2 separate regions of the Rattus norvegicus genome follow, and region 2 is linked to region 1. Evidence: chromatin contacts called from public Hi-C data. All regions are on one chromosome and are shown on one strand. The core of a region is the stretch at or near the end of the contact, and the rest is flanking DNA. Distances in the headings are between cores, read along the strand shown.

Region 1 (3,898 bases), core at 809-3,308:
ACACACACACACACACACACACACACACACACACACACACACACACACGGATAAAAAGGCACAGTTCCATCCCAGGGTTAATGGATCTGGGAACAGCCATCGAAATACCCTTTTACAGGGTTCATTTGTGTGGTAATACATTTCATCCCGGAGAACAATCAGAAAATCAAATTGACTTTGGTATGTTTGCCTGATTTTAAAAATATGATCCCAAGGGGAAAATAGCATGTCCATGGAGACAAATGATTACCAATCTCAAAATAGTTTTACTGTATTTTTTTTTTTTTAAACCCAGCCACAAACATTCACTTTTGGATTCTTAACCTAATTTCCCAGAGCCACCCAGCACATCTTTATTTTTGCATGTTCTGCCTAAGTCTTTAAGGTCTCCGTTGGTTAATGTTTAATGCTCTCTATGGCCAGTGTTTGATGTTTACACTTTATTGGGTTAACCAAATTTGTAGAACAAATTAAATGTGTGCAGGTCTTTGGCAAGCCACATTTAGATATGTGTTGCTCGGAAACCGTTTCATTGTTCAATACTGCATGCCCCAAATAGTTTCAATTAACTGTTTTTTTTTCCCTTCCTGGCAATATCTGAAGCTATCTGCATTGCTTTTGGGAAATTATTACTTCGTAAATTTACAGATGTTACAGCCCCATCCCCCTCTGCTTCCAGAGAGCACGTCACAGCAGAAAATACCACATCTGGGTGAAATGGAGTGCCAGCAACAGGTAACCTATTAAGCTAGAGTGACCAAAGACCAGAAAAATATGTTAGGGGTGGGGCAGAGGAAAGGGGGGGTCTGTGGGAAGAGGGAGTGAGGAATGAGAGCTGGAATTTGTGTTACTACAAAAGATACATGCTGGAAGAAAATGCAGAGAAAAATAGCACCATTTAGGTAAAAAAAATATTAACGTAATTATCTGGAAAATGTATTAGATTTCAGTCTACTAGTTTAATTTTCTTTTTTAAATACAACAGTTTTAAATGTTTATCTGTGCATGAGCGTGTGTACCCACACACACACATGCGTGTTCACATACACGTGCAAGTGAGTGCACGGGGACACACACACACACACACACACACACACACACACACACACACACAAAGAAGTCAGGTGCCCACAGAGGCCAGAGGTAGCAGGTCTCCCTGGAGCTGGAGTTACAGCTGATTGGTCACACACCGATGTAGATGAACTTGAGTCCTTTTAACTTAACTGCCGAGCTATCTCTCTGGAAGCCAGTTTTTCCTTTTTGAATTTATTTAAAGGGTCATGTGCTTCCACAGCAATGGGCAGACCTGGGGAAGCCAATGTTTACATTCTATGTCCAGCAATGTCGGGCCTGCCCAGCATGAATTTGGCCAGACGCTCTTTCCAACTTCACTGAACACCATCTGCTAGACAAGTCAGCCATGATCTCTAGAGTGTCACACACTCCAAAATTCTGAGGACACACTCCAAAAAATTCTGCTCCCATTAAATAGTCATTTTTGTATATGAAAGAGATTTATTTTGTTTTTAATGCTGTGTATGTATGTGTGTGTATGTGTATGTATGTGTATGTATGTGTGTGTAGTTGTGTGCATGTGTTAGGGAAGAGACCTGTGCATCCAGAAGAGGGCACATCGGACCCTCAGAAGGAGTTACAGGCAGTTGGGAGGCTTCTGATGGGTGCTGAGAACCAAATTTGGATCTGCTGCAGGAGACCTATGCACTCTGAACTGTGGGACCCCGTCTCCAGTCTCTTAAAATTCTTCGGGAGTTGGGGCGAGGTCATGGCTTACAATTCTTTTTAAAAGAACAACTGAATTTAATATTCCTTCCGGCGTGTCTTGACTACAGCCATTAGCAATTCATCCTCCATTTTCCTAGCCCGTATTTTCTTACAGCCTCGCTGAGAGATGCCGAGGTTTTGACCCAGTGTGAGAAAATATTAAGATGGTTCTGAGATTTCATCACCAGACGAAAATAAGGAATCCCCAAACTGCAGGGTCCCAGATGGACTTTGGGGCTCAGGTTTCTAGGGGCGTCAGATTTCCCCTGGCTCCTAAAGTCTAGCAGAGAGAGGCCGGGTCTGGAGTAGTATCTGTTTTTCTGGCACCAGAACCATAGCTGAACACTAATGTGTTTAACAGTTGGACTTATTTTTAATCTACTGTATTAGGGAGCGCAAATTTAATCAAGAACAAAATGTTACCGATGGTGTTTTTGTTTCTGTGCATGCATACATTTCCCCGTGCTGTCTCGTGTTCTCTTGAGCTACAAGCTCTCTCTCCTGACATCTGACTTATTTCATAACATTAGATTTTTTTTTTTTCTTTCAGTGCCAATGTTTGTGGAGGGTGAAGGAGAGAAGTGAGGAGCTGGAACCCCCACCCCTGCCCCGCCCCCACACCCCCGCCATTAAAGAAATAATTGCAGAACAGATTTTAACAATTACTGTCCCTGCAGCGACTGTTGTTATGGACGGAGCTAATAAATGTCTTCAACCATTACCACTCTGAGATACACTCTCAGCTTATTTTCTGCCTTTGGAAGGCACGGCTGGGTTGAGGCATTCTTTTTAGCTCCCCCCCACCCCAGCCACCACCCCCCCTTAATCAAAGAAAGAGATCTTATCTCTCTGCCCAGCCTAGCTTACCCCTCCCTCTCCCCTCCTCCCTCAATGCCTATTTTACTGAAACCTGACTTGCAGGTCAGGGAACTGGTAACAGATTAATTTTACTCAAAGAGGAACACTAAGTATTTTTGGCCGGGACACATGAGAATCCTGTTATAATATTACCATTTCCCCCCCCTTCTAAATTAAATATTAGAAAAAATTAAGCCAAGTAGTGGCCCACGCTACAGTGGAAAGTATTTCTCTCGCAAACACGGGGAGATAAACGCTTGTGTGAGCGGAGGCACGATAAATATGCATTACGTTAAAAAAACCTAGATCATGCAGGTTTTTAGAGTTATAGCTAAAAGTGGTTTAGTGTTTCATGCCTAATAATAGATTACGCCTATCTTATTTCCAACCTTCATTTCTCCTCTCTTTGAAGTCCAGCCATATAAAAGTTGTTTGTTGAACCACACTAAAGTTAAAGCAAATATTACTTAGGGTGATTCATACTGGCAAGAATTTGCAACGAAGGCAGTGGTGTGTGTGTGTGTGTGTGTGTGTGTGTGTGTGTGTGTGTGTGTGTGTGTGTGTCTGTGTGTCTGTGTGTCTGTGTTGCCTGAGTCAAAGGAAATGAAATGTTTGTAATATTTTTCGGTTGATAAATTTATTAAAACATTCTCGAAGCTTGTAAGGGAAGCAAGGCTGACATCCACAGACTCTGCAAACAGATTACACCCGGCCCTGTGGGGGAGGCAGACCTTAAAGAGGGAAAAATTCTCTGGATTTCAGAAATTGCCACTAGGTCACAGTAATACTTAATTAACTGAATCCATTAACAGAGGGCTATAACCTAGTTGTTAAGACGAAGGGAGAAAAAAAAAAACAAGGAGAAAAAAAAAAACAAAAAGAAAGAACAAGTTTGGGGAGTAGTTAGATTCATTTAATCCTCTGTTCTTTGCTTACGGATTAGCCTTTCAGAATGAGCAACCTGATTTTTTTTTTTTTTAAAAAGGATCCATTTACCTTCCAGGCCTTTTCCTAGCAAAACATTTTGTAGGGTTGCAAACGAGATTAATTTGTTGCCAGTTGCGCCATACTGGCAGGGATTCTGAAAAAAGAATGTAAGTAATCTATCTTTGTTTGTAAGATATAATTAATCTGGCAGTTAAAATTCTTTGGAAACATTCTGATGACTTATGTGGAAAAGTAGAGCAAGGATTTCAAAGAAAAACTCAGAACTGTGTGCAGGGGAAGATAAAAGATATATGAAGTGTTTGTTCTAAGC
Region 2 (3,898 bases), core at 704-3,203, 180 kb before region 1:
CTGGATTTCTCTAACCCTAGAAGCGTATCTTTCCGGCAGAGTAGCGTTTATAGAAAACGAAATTTAGGTTTTCAATTAGGCCCGACTTTCTCTTTCATATTCAAATGCTGCACATATCCTCCAACATGTTTACAGAGTTTTCCCAGATTTCTAAATAAATACAGCTAAAGAAATTCTGAAATATACACATTTTAAAGATGGCTTCACGTGCACCGAGCTATGCCCAGATGTTGAGCATTCCAAGTTTCTCAATAAATGAACACCACGCCAGGAAGGCAAACGTGAGCTGACAGTATTTAGTCTAAGTTCCTTTAAGTGGTTTAACATGTTCAATAACAGTATTTCATTATCAGCTGTTATCAAGGCATTCAGAGAGGAGGTTTGTGGGATGTGGGGCTGAGCAGCATAAATGTGGTTATTGCAGTGATTGTTTGGGGTTTTCATGATCTGCTGTGGCAACAAGTCTTGTCTTCTGTCTTCTGAACCCCATACATATATATACATATATACACATATGTATATATACATACACACATGCATACATACACACATATAAGTATATATACACACACATATATGTATATATACACATACACATATATACATACACATATATACACACATATGTGTATGTATATACACATATATGTATGTATACACACATACATATGTATATACACACATATATATACATATACATATATACACACATATGTATATATACACATATATGTATATATACCCACATACATATGTATGTACACACACATATATTTATATATACATATACACATATAATGTATATATACATACACACATATATACACACACATATATACACGCACACATATGTGTATATATACACACATATGTATATATATACACACATATACATACACATATATGTATATATACACACATACATATGTATACACACATATATACATACACATATGTATATATGTATATATATACAAGCACACATATATGTATACATGAATTTCATATACATATACAAATATACGCATGTGAATATATCTGAATACATCTATTCATAACAAATCCATGATCCTAGCGCACTGCCGTGAGTGCTCATTAACAACCACCACAACCCCACAGTCGGTTCTGTGAGCTTTGAACCGGTTCCAGAACGAGGCCTGCAGCAAATGGCAGCTTGGCCTTTTCGCTTCTCTGAAAAAAAAAAATTTTTTTTTAACAGTTAAAAAAAGGATTGCAGAAAATTCCCCGTAACCACTCCCTTCGCACCTTTTATCTCCTTCTCTAAATCCGTAATATTCACTCACTAAATCTCCAAGGTTGCTGTGCTCTTATGTAATACTTAATTCTCTCCCTCTCTGGTGTTGGCTTGTGAAATGTCTTTAATTAAAAAAGCTAAAAGCTCTCTAAATCTGGATGGCAGACTCATTTCCAGGGCACTCAGGCATGTTGTCTAATTTTAAAACTCTGACAGGATACATGTAAATTTATGCAAGTTTCACAAAAGTCACAATTTCCTCCTTGAATTCAAGCTAAAGAAAATGGCCCCAAGCTCTTTCCAGAACTGTTTACTTGACTGGAGAGCTTTTTTTTTTTTTTTTTCCCATTGTGTCAGAGGTGATTATTGCGGAAGATATCCCCAGTCAGCATCCTGTAGATCTGGTCAGAAGGAAGGAGTTAAATTTCCCTGATTATTGATCAAACAGACTCTTTGATCCCCAAGCTCAAACTGGGAAACACCACTGGCGAGGAGGGGCTTGAGGATATTATCATGCAAATTATTTTGGTTGACGGTAATTAAGAAATTATAGGTTAAGAAAATCAGTAATTGTTCACATGAGTCATTAATGTGTTTTCGTTCCTGGTAGAATGCTCTGGCACGCCCTTCCTCTCTTGCTTTAAATAAGCAAGGAGGGGAATGCGCAGTATTTGCAGCTCAGCAGAGCGACGTATTAATAGAAAGTTTGCTTGGAAGGGCAGCTTTGTAGAACCACGAAACTGGTTCTCTGCCTCTCTCCATATAATGTCCTTCACCCAGGAACCATCTTTAGAAAGCAGGGGTAGCCTATTTGAGTATCTGAGGCAGGGTCATCCCTGAGTGGGAACTGTTTCCCCCTCCCACCCTTCAGAAGTCCTAATCATTGGTCCCAATGCTTAGGAAATCTACACAGAAAAACCACACACTCAGGGACTCAGAACTAGCCTAGCCACGGGCCATTAAGCAGTTCCAGCTAATTCCGTGACTCCCTAGAAACAAATCTTGGCCTGGAACTCAACCTTTGCCAACATTTGCTTTGGAGAGATTTTTTTTTTTTTTTTTTTTTTAGATCCACAGGAAAGAGACTCCAAGTGGATGATGGGAGGTTTGAGACAGGCTCACGAATGATGGGCACACCGGTTAGCTTATAAATCACTGATCCATGAAGGAACACAAATGAAAATTATGCTTTTGTTTTTTTTTTTTTTGAAAGGCAGCCTCAAGTACTGACATGTGATACATGATACATAATAATGCTCTTAAACTGGCTCTGACATAATTTCTCTGGCAGCTCTAATAACCACAAATGATTGCTTTAGTTAAGAACTAGCCAGAAGCAAAATAGAGCCATGTAAAAGTAGTTTGAGCCATAAATACCTCAACAATATTTTATGTCACTTTGTAAAAAGTTAAAGGAGTTTTATAATAATTAACAACAACAACCCCCCCCCAAGGAAAAAAAAAACCCTACGCCGCGACGGACACTATGAAAGCTTATTTCATAGTCCCAAGGCTGCCAGCGTGGTAAATTATGTAGGCACCAGAGAAGCATTAAGGAGAAATAATAGCAACTTAAATGAAGGCTGACGTAATTCATGATAAACAGTCATTGGAAAATATTACAGTGTTGTCTTTTTTTTTTTTTTTTGAGTGGGTTTAATCAGGAGAATATGACCATACTCTAACACAAACCACTTCCCTTTTCCACCGTTAGTAGTTGGGAATTCTGGCATTCACCCTCCCTAGCTGCAAGGTTTTTATTCACCATAATTGCTGGATCCCGGGACCCTCAACACCTCCGGGGACCTTAACGACGTCAATTTGGAATTCTGATTGATGGAGGAGCTTCCAAGACAAAGCCCCAAATCTCTGAGCTGCCTGGTTGGTCCAAAAGTGGGGCTGAAATGGGAGGGTGGTATAGCCAGAGTGCTATAAGGAATACATATCAGCAAGGGTGGTTAAGGACTGCCAACACTGAAGAATGTCCCTTCTAATAGGTTCGGAGATGTGTCAACCAGGCACCTATCCTGATAAGAGCGAAGCTTGGCTCTGGATGGTAGTGGGTGAACTCTAAGTCTAGTAACACACAAAGAGGTAAACACAGTCACAGCCTAACCTGCCAATCTCATTAACGCCGAATGTCACCAGGTCATGGCTGGAAGATGTGAAATACCATAGAGTTGTCATGGAGATGGTTTAAGTCTGAAGGTGAATTAAGAGTTGTCACCTGCTGTGTGGAACCCCTGATTAGGAGCATTGGCCATAGAGAGAGCTTCCTTCAGATATGGAGGCTGGGTGCTATTTAACGCCCTAGCACTCACCCCACTTCTGTGAGTTTAAAGGGAAGACATAATACACAATTATGTCTGCAAGGCCTTCCAGTGTCAAGTTCCTTCAAATGTCTTTAAGTCCTATATTGATGACCTGTGCTGGGGAAGGACAGGGAGCCTAAAACAGAAAGCAGAAAATCCTACATTTTCTTCTCTCCACTGGCTTCTCTCTCAGCCCGAGCTGGCCTTTTGCAAGGACTGTTAAGAGCAACAGAAGTGAGTCTTTTTTTTTTTTTTCTTTCTTCCTCTATTTTCTTTACCAGCCTTGGGGTGGAGGTGTTAATGAGCTGGAATAGGATTCAAAGGCGGGAGA

The links. A called contact is a pair of places that touch in the nucleus more often than the background predicts.
Region 2: a contact with region 1 is called in a Hi-C map of the A7r5 cell line, with 2.8 times the contacts expected there. The contact joins two enhancer-like sites. A contact is called at or near these places in 3 of 12 Hi-C or Micro-C datasets (the A7r5 cell line, the Rat2 cell line and kidney).

The regions. Positions count from the first base shown.
Region 1 is chr20:20,234,006-20,237,903 of GRCr8, reverse strand. It overlaps LOC102546554 (a long non-coding RNA gene), which reads left to right. Exons shown (of 4, transcript XR_005497640.2): 3 at 680-735; 4 at 2,333-3,898. Among named protein-coding and RNA genes, the nearest start is that of Trnaa-agc57, 47 kb to the left of the region's middle. Within about 2 kb of position 2,058, at least 20 of the 93 cell types and tissues checked have an H3K27ac peak or open chromatin away from gene starts, as enhancers often do. A contact at or near this core is called in the A7r5 cell line, where this site is marked.
Region 2 is chr20:20,411,591-20,415,488 of GRCr8, reverse strand. All of the region lies in intron 4 of Arid5b (AT-rich interaction domain 5B), which reads right to left. Among named protein-coding and RNA genes, the nearest start is that of Arid5b, 110 kb to the right of the region's middle. Within about 2 kb of position 1,953, at least 33 of the 93 cell types and tissues checked have an H3K27ac peak or open chromatin away from gene starts, as enhancers often do. A contact at or near this core is called in the A7r5 cell line, where this site is marked.